2 separate regions of the Mus musculus genome follow, and region 2 is linked to region 1. A link is a contact called in public Hi-C data. All regions are on one chromosome and are shown on one strand. Each heading gives the region's core, a stretch centred on a gene start, on an enhancer-like site or on the middle of the called end of the contact. The rest is flanking DNA. Distances are from core to core; before and after follow the strand shown.

Region 1 (5,179 bases), core at 1,882-4,381:
GGATGGAGAGAGTCCTAATTTGCATGCTGTGTTGGAAACACTGAAGTTAAGACTTAAAGCTGCATTTTTAGGGTCTCACCCTGAATATTCTCTAAGGAAATATCTCGGCAGCTGACTGCCGGAATCCGAGTCCCTGCCATCCTTCCTGTTATCTGGCCTTCATATCTCCTACACCAGTATCCTTCCTAGACCTTGCTGTTGCCTTGGGCATTTGTCTTGGCCTGGGTGATGGTCCTTCCCCTCAGGTCAGGCAGACCACGCCCCCTTCCTGTCTTTACAGATCTTCGGCATGATCTTCAGCATGATCCTGTGCTGCGCCATCCGCAGGAGCCGAGAAATGGTCTAGAGTCTGCCCAACCCCGAGCAGGAACAACGGCCCTGAAGACTGTCCGGGCCATTTGGGTTTTTTTTGCCACTAATATTAGTATTCATTATGCATTTCTAAATAACAGTCATTCTGTTTGTCTTTTTAATGCTTTATTCATTATTGACATTTGTAGTTGAGGGATCCGGGGGTTCAATTTATTTTGATTTTTTTTTTTGGTTGTTTATTTTTGCTTGTTATGTTAAGCAAAAATCCTGCAATGAAAGGTACTATATTTGCCAGACTCTAGACATAAGATATTGTACATAAAGAGAATTTTTTTTGCCTTTAAATAGATAAAAGTATCTATCAGATAAAAATCAGGTTGTAAGTTATATTGAAGACAATTTGATACATAATAAAAGATTATAACAGTGTCTCGGGCTGATTGCTGGTATTGCTTTCTAAATTAGTTTTTAGAACTGCTTGGGTCAAAGGTATTTTTCAGGTTTTTTTTTTTTTTTTAAATCTGTTATCCTGTCTAGCCAGGCATCATTCTCTCTGTAGATCAGGCTGCCCTCAAGTTCCAGGCAGCCTTCCAATCTCCCAAGTGCTGATATCACCCCTGTGCACCAGCCCGCCCACCTCTTTCAGCTGTCTTGTGTTCTTTGGGCAGTAGATGAGAAGTAGACTGGAAGGTAAGTCTCCTCATCTACTAGTAAGGGACCCGAGGCGTGATAGATTGGGAAATTCTGATGACCTACCCGAGGTCACAGTTTTAGTCCACACTAGGATGAGTCCCCAGCTCAGCAGTGTGTGGTGTCTTGGGCTCTGCTGAGTCTTTGCTATACTCATCGTTGTACCTCTAGCACCAAGACCTTGGTAACCAGGCATAGCCAGTGCTCAGTATGGCTCTCCATGAAGAGTCCTTGGTTGAACAGCTGGGTATCATGAAGAGTCCTTGGTTGAACAGCTGGGTATATATCCATCGGGATTTAATGAAGGAGACGGAACCACTCTAAGATACGTGCACGCAGAGCTTCATCTCAGGGATCTGCCCCTACACAGACCCTGGGACTAGTTGAGTGGGTAGAGGAGAACAAGAACCAGCTGGCAGTGTCAGGCAGCCCTGTGCCAGTTCTTGTCTCTGACACTGGCAGAGTCTTGCCTAAGCTGGACCGTCCGCAGCAGAGCTGAGCTGAAAAACAGCTTCATTTCTTATCCTTAATTCACGTTAACGTTAAAAAACAGTGTGGTGGCTGGAGAGATGACTCCGTGATTAAGAGCACTGGCCACTCTTCAAGAGGACCCAACTTAAAATCCTAGCCTCCACAAAGCTCCCCACAACCATCTTCCCAGGGGATTTGATGCGCCTCTTCTGGGCACAAGGCATGCATGCGGTACACAAACATACTGTCAAACAAAACAATCATACACTTTTTTTTTTAATTATTAAAATGTGTGGTATGCGGTACATACCTGTAGTCAGGAGGCTGAGGCACAGTTATCAGGTCCAGGCCAGCACTGGCCACAGAGCAAGGTCCTGAATCAAAACAAGAGACCCAAAATATTCCTGAATGTAGTGCTATGACGTGTTCATAGCAATGGATGACCAAAGTAGAATATCATCTGGCAGAGGGTGGTGACCTTTGACCACAGTGCTTCAGAGGCAGGGACTGGTGGTTCTCTTGTGAGTTTGAGGCAGATGAGCCCTGATGACACTGTGACAAATAAAATAAGCCAGACACAAGAGGACCAGTATCCATAATTGCACAGAGTGCCTGGAATAGGTATAGTCAGAGACAGGAAGTAGATCTGAGTGGACTCAGCTAGAGAGACAGAAACAGAAAATCACCAGAGTTGTTGGTTTGAATTACTTTTTTATTACATAGGTCTGTTTAGCTAAGGAGGGGGGCTCACACCTCAACTCACATGTGGACATCAAAAGACAGCTTGTTAAAGTTAGTTTTCTTCCACCGTGTGGGTTCCAGGGGTTGGGCTGGCATCCTCAGGCTCTGTAGCAGGCACCTTTACCCACCAAGCCATCCATCTTGCTGGCCCAGGCACTGGTACTGTTTAATGAGTCCAGAGATTCTGTGTGGAATAAATGAAGTTTGGGGAATACAGAGAGGACTCGTGTGTTGGGCAGTTTCAAATGGTGCAAACGGTGTGTTGTTTGTTGGGTATCATGGTAGACAAGCACAGATGGATGAACTAAGTTAGCTTTCTCATCCCACTGTTCTACTGAGGCCCAGGATCCTTCTCCATTCAAGCATTTGAAGACAGCTACAATGGTTCTGGTTGTGGAATACGTCAGCCATTACTTTTATGTAAGTTACAGAGCAGGGCTGAGGGAAAGGAAAAGAAAAAAAAAAAAAAAAAAGCCAGATGACAGAAGTGTCCCTGCCATGACTTCTCAAGGACCTTTTCCTTCCCTTAATCTATCCAGGCCTAAGTGACCCAGGGTATCCACCCCACCCACCCCGAGCCTTCATGCTGGCTTGGTGAACCCTGAGCAGATAATGCAATTGTCCCCATTCAAGTCTTGGCCATCAGACCCCTGGAGAGCTAATTCGATTTCTGTCCTTTTAAATTGGATTTTCCCAAACCATCTGCTTCCCTTGTGGAAATGCAGGCAGGGTGAGACCTTCTGACATAAAACCTCCACTCTGCCAACCCCTAAGCCAGACCTGCCTCTCTGGCCAGGCAAGACCTTAAGGACTCCTCCCACTCCGGAGGCTGGGTGTGCTGTTCTAACCAACTCTACCTGGACAGTCACCAGCACCCACAGGTCTCGAGTTGACTTGAGTTGGAGTTGGGGAGACCCATGGACTCTCCATCATTGGTTAACACATGAGGAAACAGGACCAGGGCACTCAGGCGAGCCTGGAAAAGCACACGCCCTGGGAGTTGATCCTTGATCGCTACGTTATCTCTTGACATCTCACCTGCCAGGAGGCTTCAGGACACTCGTGAGAATAAGCATTCACAGGGCCGCGATGTGACTCGGAGGTAGAGGGTTTGAGCATCATGAATGAGGGCGTGGATTTGGTCCCTAGTATGGAAGAGAACCAAAAGCAGCTCTGTGTACACCATAGCTGTGTGTGTGAACTGTGTGTGACAGCTGGCAGCATGGCAGCCTCAGCACATCAAGGCCCAAAGGGTGTGGTCTAACGGGGCTCATTTGATGACCAGGTTACACCACCCTTAAGATATCCTGGAAGTATGGAAGGCACTAGTTTGCCTGAATTCCCATAAGGATGAAATTTAGGATGAAGCAGAAGTCCTGTGTGAAGCCAGAGCTTGTTCCTGGTTGACTCGATGGTTGTTTTGTTTTGGTAAGGGAGTGTTTTTAGTTTTTTAAAAAAACAGGACCAGGTAGTAGTGGCACACGCCTTTAATCCCAGCACTTGGGAGGCAGAGGCAGGTGGATTTCTGAGTTCCAGGACAGCCAGGCCTACACAGAGAAACCTGTCTCGAAAAACCAAAAAGAGAGAGAAGGGGATGAGTGTGTGTGTTGGGGGTGGGGTGGGGGGGGCGGACAGAGGAAAGAAAGAAAGAAGGAAGAAAGGAGAGAAAGAAGTAAACTGAAGCCGTTTCAAAGGAAGGAGAAAGAGCATTCAGTGGCATACTGTGATACTGTGGTGACCACATGGAACAGCCTTTAACTAGGCAATGTATCTAAGAGAATGAAGAGAAAGGAGATGAAATACACATGGTATTCAAAAAGCTAGGAATCCCCTGACTGTCTGGGAAACAGGCAGAATCTCCCTGGCATCAAAAGAGACAGCACGGGGCTGGCAGCTGGCTTGGGTTAAGAGCACTTGCTGCTCTTTCAGAGGCTCCTCCTTCAGTTCCCAGACTCCCAATCACCTGCAAGTGTGTCTCCAGCTCCCTCACACAGGGCATACACACATACATATGGATACAAATAAGTCTTTTTTTTTTTAAAGATTTATTTATTATATGTAAGTAAGTACACTGTAGCTGTCTTCAGACACACCAGAAGAGGGCGTCAGTTCTCGTTACAGATGGTTGTGAGCCACCATGTGGTTGCTGGGAATTGAACTCAGGACCTTTGGAAGAGCAGTCAGTGCTCTTAACCGCTGAGCCATCTCTCCAGCCCCCAAATAAGTCTTTTTAAAATAGTTTTAAGGCAGGAAAAATTCTAGCTCTTCCCCACAAAGGCCCAGTCCCAGCTAGACCAGGAGAACCCAGCCCGAGGTCAGCAACCACACCCTCCTGCAGGCTTCCCTCCGTTTCCTCCTGGCCCAGCCTGGAATCCCCACCCCACCAATCACAGCACCCCACATCCCCCTGGCAATGTCCAAGTATGAGAAGGCGCAGTAATAGGTTAGACCTTGAGTGATTCGGGCCACCTGCTGGGTTTGGGTCTCCTCTCCTGGGAGCCCTGGCTAATGAAAGCAAAGATTAATCATTTTCCCCTTAAGCAGTTCAGCCGTTGTATGTTGTATAATTTATATCTCCTTTCAATTGTAGTTGATTGGAAATTGTTAAATGACCAGTGGAGAACCATGGTCTAGCCGGGGAAAACAAAATGTAAAATAGGTCATTCATCAGAGAAAATTTAATCTAGGAAATTGGCCCGGTCCTGGCTGGCTGAGGGATCTCTCAGAGAACAAGGCAGTAAAGTGTATGAGAACACAGCTGCCAGCACTGCGGCTGGGGCCCCCCACAGAGCACTGCCTGGAGAAAGGACACATTCCACTGCTGTGGGTTCCTTTAGGGGGGCAAGGAGAGGCTAAGTCTCAGACTGCTGGATTCCACGTGCGAGAATACTCAATACTTGTCACACCGCAGGCTAACCCTGGCTGGTGTAGACTCTTCCCTGATGGCTCACATAACCAACAAGCA
Region 2 (5,474 bases), core at 2,908-5,407, 140 kb before region 1:
GGGACCACGGTGCAGGAGCAAAGACCATCTTTGATGGCAGGAATCTACCACAGCTTAGGACAGATGCAAATTCAACTAGAACAATGGCATTATTCAATGCTGCATAACTTTATACGATGCCAAAGACCGTGGGCCAGGTCCCACGTCTGCCTTGCCTGACATTACAAGCAAAGGATTCCAGCATTCCAAACTCACACCACGGCATGCTCATACAAGGAATGAACACTAGGTGGCAGCATTTACAGGCACTCTCAGCCAGGCCTATGCAACTCCAAAGTCCATGGCTTCTGTAAGGAGTTCCAACTTACTTTTACGCAGGAACCCACCCCATTACCAGCCAAGAGCAGAAGGCAGGAGAAATGGCTGCAAAAGAACTGTAGCCCCAAGTTTGTCACTGGGGCCTGTTTCCAAATGAAATTATTCAAAGAAAGTACCTTTGAAAAGGACAGGTGGACCCAGACCCACAAGTTGTCAGAAGAGTTTGAATTGATTGCCTAAAGGAGGTTAACTGGTTATGGAGTTCTCACCACAGAAGCCAGGCTCCCGCCACCCGATGTGCACGCCTTTTCGGGCACACTCGGCAGCATAGTTAGCTACTGCGTTACACAGGCAATCCCGGCTGTCGGAGCAGGAGCAAACATCATAACGGCAGTTCTGCAGATAGGGCAGAGGGCTGACTGCGTGGTGGCAGGCCTCGAACTTGGAGGACGTCAGGAGCGCACAAGCCTCCTCTGCAAACCTGGCTGTTGAAGAGAAAGGAGAGCCTGTGCAGAACAAGACGTGGCCCTGCCCGTTCCTCTGGGGCCAGCCTCAGGGACTCTAACATCCATACCTCACCCCACCCTCTTCCCCACAAACAAAGCCAGTTCCCTTTTCTGTTGCTACCAAAATTAATCTATCTGGCTCTGGCTTCTGGTGCCAATGTACAGTTCTGCGTTTGGCTCAGTAACGGGTAAATGTGCGTTCCCCAAAGACCCACTGACCGGAGACGGTGGTTAGAGTAGCAGAAGCTAGCAAGAGCAGAGATGTCGCAGCACCGTGTCCACACAGGGTCACTGCAGCGCATCTATCATACAAGTCAACTTTAAGCTCCCACACCCACCGCTGCTCTAGACTGGGTCTTTTCCGGGCCAGAAACGACCCAATATTCTATTCTTTCTTGGGATTTCACCCATGGATGGAGGGTGTTCAATAAACAAACTTTGAAAAGGAAATGAGCCAAATGTGGATCTCAACGGCCAGTGGTCAAAATAAAGGCTGGGCCAATGGCTCCGCCTTTGCCTTCCCTCTCTCTGTGTCCCGTGGAATGCCTGCCTGGACCACGGGAGACCCCGGGGTCTGCGGCTCACATACTCAAGCGTGGATTCAGGCTGCAGGGGTCGCTGTGTTGCCTGCGCAGGTCCGAACAGTCCCCTTGAAGCTTCCAGGCGTTTCCGAAGTCTACCACCAGGGGCTCCACCAAGCCGGCCGGCGTGAGGAAGTCGTCTCCCTTGTTGCCGTTGTAATTCCCACACAAGCCACAGGTCTTCCCAGAATAGACTGGGGACAGCTGCCGGAAGAAGCCGGGCCTTGGAGCAGCTGTCCCCCAGTGCCACAATGGTTCCACTTAGTTAATGAGATCATTTGCACCAAAAAATTTCCCCAGGTGAAAAATTAATGTCAGGACGACTAAGTCCCGGGCTGCGAACTGGAGGACCACTGCAAGCTATGCAGCTAGGTGTCGTGCAGCTGGCTGTCGCTCCTCAAAGAAAAGTCAGCCAGAAGGATTCTAGGAATTAGGGGGAGAGAGAGAAGAAGAAGGAGGGGGGGAGGGGGAGGGGAGGAGGAGGGACACAGGGAAAGAGAAGAGAAGGAGGAGGGAGATAGGGAAAGAGAGAAAGAGGGAGAAAGGGGGAGGGAGAGAGGGAGGAAGAAGAGGGGGAGGGAGGGAGAGATTGCCTAAGATCCCATCGAGGGTGACACGGCTGGAAAGAGCAAGCAACTTGAATCCCCCAGACCTTCGTGCTCCCTATGTCTGTGACTAAAGTGACTATCAACAGACATGGGCTAAGCAACAGTGAGAGAACATGCAAACTGTTCGTTGGACAGATATTAGTTACAAACAGACAAGGCAGACTGAGGACGGTGTAGTCCAAGCCCCCAGGAGCTTGTGTCTGGTGTCCAGGAGCAACACCTGTCTTCTAATCTCCTGCTGAGGACACCAGGAAGGAAGCAGGGCTCAGATTCTATCCCCTTCTCTCAAGGAAGCAGGGCTCAGATTCTAGCCCCGTCTCTCACTCGCTGATCAGACCTCAGCAGTGAGCCATGATGAGTTTGACCCCAAAGTGCACACTCAGGGCCAAGCAGTGGTGTGGAGGCAGCTTTTTCCCAGGACAGCTGGGGCGCCACTGAATTCCATGGTGCAGATTTGAAGAACTGGTAGGGACCAGACCCCAAGAGTCCAATGATAGCTCTGTGGGTAATCAGTGAAACCAGGTGGTCCCCGCACACCCCCCATCCTGATGATCCAAAGTCTCACAGGTCAGGCCTGAGTCCCCGTAGTCATCTTGGAAGCCCCTTCTAGCTCCCAGCTGTGACTTAACAAGGTGCATGTGGAAGGTTCCAGACCCACAGACATACATGCAACTAAGAAAGGTGGGCAAATGGCCTTCCTTGTTTGTTTTACAAATGCCAAGTCACACACACACACACACACACACACACACACACACACACACACACACAAGGCAATCAAGGTCTTTTCCCTGACTTTCCAGCTTAAAACTAAAGCACACTGCTGTGACCTCGGATGCTGTTTCTCAAAGCCATGAGGGTCTTTCAAGGTCCTTCCAGACTGAATATTTCCATAATTCCATGATCTCGTTCTTGTCTGTCCCTTCTCATTGCCTTACAAGCACACAGTGGAATTTTCCAGAGGCCCTGTGATCTGAAATGCTGTAGCAGATTGATTGCAGAAAGAGATATGAGAATCCAGCTGTCTTCTATTAAATGAATCGTTAAGGAGATCTGCAGCCATGTGCGGCCATGGTATTTTTCTTGCTGCTTACTTACTGTTGTCTCCTGATCCCCGTCTAACTTATTTTTCAAGGGAAAAGTACTTACAAATGTCTGTTAGGAAACAAGGTTTAGTATTATGTTATAAATGAGTTAAGTGCTTTAATGCCTCCGCGTTAACATTTTTTCTGTCTGGGGTTTTGCTTTTCTGTTTGTGTCAGGATCATACTATTGAGCTCAGGTCGGCTGAAACTCACCATGTAGCCCAGGCTGGCCTCCAGCCCCTGTCACCTTCCTCCTCATCTCTGGGATATGTCTCTATGCTCAGCTTTGATTTAGCCATTAGCCTGGCAAGTATCAGTAGCTATAATCTCACTAAAGATCTCAGGGACTCGCCTCAGCCATTTTTAAGAATCTAACAACATCCTGACACCCGACAGTGAGGACCATGGTCTAACAACAGGAGGGTACCAGCCAGTGAACTAACCCTCATTGTGTTGAGGATGAGGGCTGCTGGTGGTTCCCCATGTCCCCTGGCTGTCTCCCCTATGAGGCAACACTAGTGAGGCAGTTCCTGGTCTGCCTACCTACCAGGGACTTTGCAAGGCAGCAGATCTGGAAGCCCAGTGAAATGTGCATGTTACCGTCCCATCTGATTATAGAATCATCCAGAGGACACGACCCACATATGCATCCATCCAGTGGCTCAGTAAGGAATGTGGAGGACTCCTCCCCCACGGCCTTCTTCAGACATATGGGCAGGATACTGGGTTTGAGCTGGGTACCCCAATCTGGCTCTTCCCTCCCTTGCTCCCCACAGTGAGTGCCCAGGGACACACCCTGATCCAAGACTTTACTGCAGCTCAGAAACTGGCAGGCAAGCCATACAGGGGACTCTGACATCTATTCTGGAGATCAACACAGCACCCAAGCCGCAGGGGGGGGGTAACCCCGGGAATAACAGGGAGCCCCCAGAAAACAAACATCAGCTTCTCACACACAGAGAGGCCTGTTCCTTGCTCTGGGGGTGTAAAGTGTGAGGAGAAAGAAATTCTTCTCCTACCACACAAAGCTATTTCGCCCATAGCACAAGGGGTACTTTGTAAGGGTCAGGCTCCGGCGAGGCTGTAGCTTAGAAAGGGACCTACCTTAACCAGTAGCCGCCCACGGCCATCCCAGTCCATCTGCAGGTCCTCCGCATAGCTGAGGCGTACAGAAGCCATCACTGTGTGCTGGATGCGGAGGTCACCTTGAAGCCATAAGTCCAGGGCGTCAGTTCAGATAGGGAGGTGACAGGGGTGACTGGTGTGTTGTGGGTTTCAAAGTTGTGTTTGTGAGGTCTCGAAGTATTATGGCAATGACAAGCAAGGAGAGGAGATCAAATAAATGTCCATGAGTTGGGAGCAGGGGGTGTAAGGGAGACCTCTCTGGAGGGATGAACTGGGTGGATAGAGGCAAATAAATTCCTAGAGAAGCCACTGGGCTACCATGAAGTGTAATTCCCCTTATGGGCACCAGAGGGCAGCAAAAGCCCCAGCATCCTGAGATCCTGGCGGTGAGGGAATCCTCTCTGGTTTTCAACTAGAGTCACCTGGGAGGAAGGAACCTCAATCGAGAGAGGATGCTTCCATCGACCCATAGGCATGTCTGTGACATTCTCTTGACTGTTGATTGATACGGGAGGGGCAGTGCTACCCCTGGGCAGGTGGCCCTGGGCAGGTCTAAGAAAAGTAACTGCCAGGAACCTGGGAGAACAAGCCAGCGAGCAGCCTTCCTCCTGCACCAGTTCCGGCCTCCAGGTTCCTGCATCGGTTCCTGCCTTGACTGCGCTCAGTGATAAACTATGAGGTGGAAGTGTCCGAGGAAATAAACCCGTTCCTCCTAAGTTGAAGGAAAATGTCTATGACAACCACTAAGCCTTGGACCCCTGTTGGCTTCCAGACTGGAAGTCCTCCTAGCTGAAAGACGCCATGTGCAAAGTCCGCTGCTGCAGAAAGGCAGAGATGTGAGAGCGCTTCCACCTTGTCCTGGAGGAATACATCAGTTCCCGGGGGTCACACTCGGTATAAACACACATGTAAACACAGCGAACATTCACTGTGCTCATCGGCTATGTGCCAGGTTAGGGTTACAGGCGACAGGAGGCCAGGAGTCGTGGAGGAGAGAGATTTGAGAGCTGATTCAAAGGTAACGACTGGAAGTCGTTCACCCCAAAGTCAGTTCATGTGACACGGGTGAAGACACGAGGCAAGAAGGTGTTTCTCATGAGGCACTTGGCCCAAGTAACATCCTTTGAGCTAACAATTTGTCTATCAACCCTGGCCTCTCAACTGGGTCAACCTCTGCCTCTTCTCTTCCAGAGTCAAGAGTACCCAGCACCCCACCCGTCCCAGCTAAATCTTCATCAGGTTCCCAGGAAAGAACTGGGTACCCTCGGCGGGCAGGGACATAGGCTGGTACCGTGCGGAGGAGGTGGGCAT

What was found. Hi-C and Micro-C count contacts between places; a contact is called where the count stands out from the background.
Region 2: a Hi-C map of the N1E-115 cell line shows a contact between it and region 1, with 5 times the contacts expected there. The contact joins two enhancer-like sites. A contact is called at or near these places in 5 of 15 datasets of contacts at CTCF or cohesin (CD8 T cells, the NIH/3T3 cell line, embryonic stem cells and 1 more), 11 of 484 Hi-C or Micro-C datasets (the N1E-115 cell line, bone marrow-derived macrophages, embryonic fibroblasts and 4 more), 19 of 115 datasets of contacts at active chromatin or transcription factors (bone marrow-derived macrophages, double positive thymocytes, embryonic basal ganglia and 10 more) and 4 of 9 other capture datasets (adipose tissue, embryonic stem cells, liver and 1 more).

The regions. Positions count from the first base shown.
Region 1 is chr6:125,455,828-125,461,006 of GRCm38.p6, reverse strand. Gm32673 (a long non-coding RNA gene) reads right to left here. Exons shown (of 5, transcript XR_378025.4): 5 at 1,284-2,398. Cd9 (CD9 antigen) reads left to right here. Exons shown (of 8, transcript NM_007657.4): 8 at 281-741. The coding sequence ends at 346. Among named protein-coding and RNA genes, the nearest start is that of Gm28809, 16 kb to the left of the region's middle. Within about 2 kb of position 3,131, at least 19 of the 459 cell types and tissues checked have an H3K27ac peak or open chromatin away from gene starts, as enhancers often do. A contact at or near this core is called in the N1E-115 cell line, where this site is marked.
Region 2 is chr6:125,599,399-125,604,872 of GRCm38.p6, reverse strand. It overlaps Vwf (Von Willebrand factor), which reads right to left. Exons shown (of 52, transcript NM_011708.4): 13 at 4,143-4,243; 14 at 1,354-1,549; 15 at 528-743. Among named protein-coding and RNA genes, the nearest start is that of Vwf, 49 kb to the right of the region's middle. Within about 2 kb of position 4,157, at least 20 of the 459 cell types and tissues checked have an H3K27ac peak or open chromatin away from gene starts, as enhancers often do. A contact at or near this core is called in the N1E-115 cell line, where this site is marked.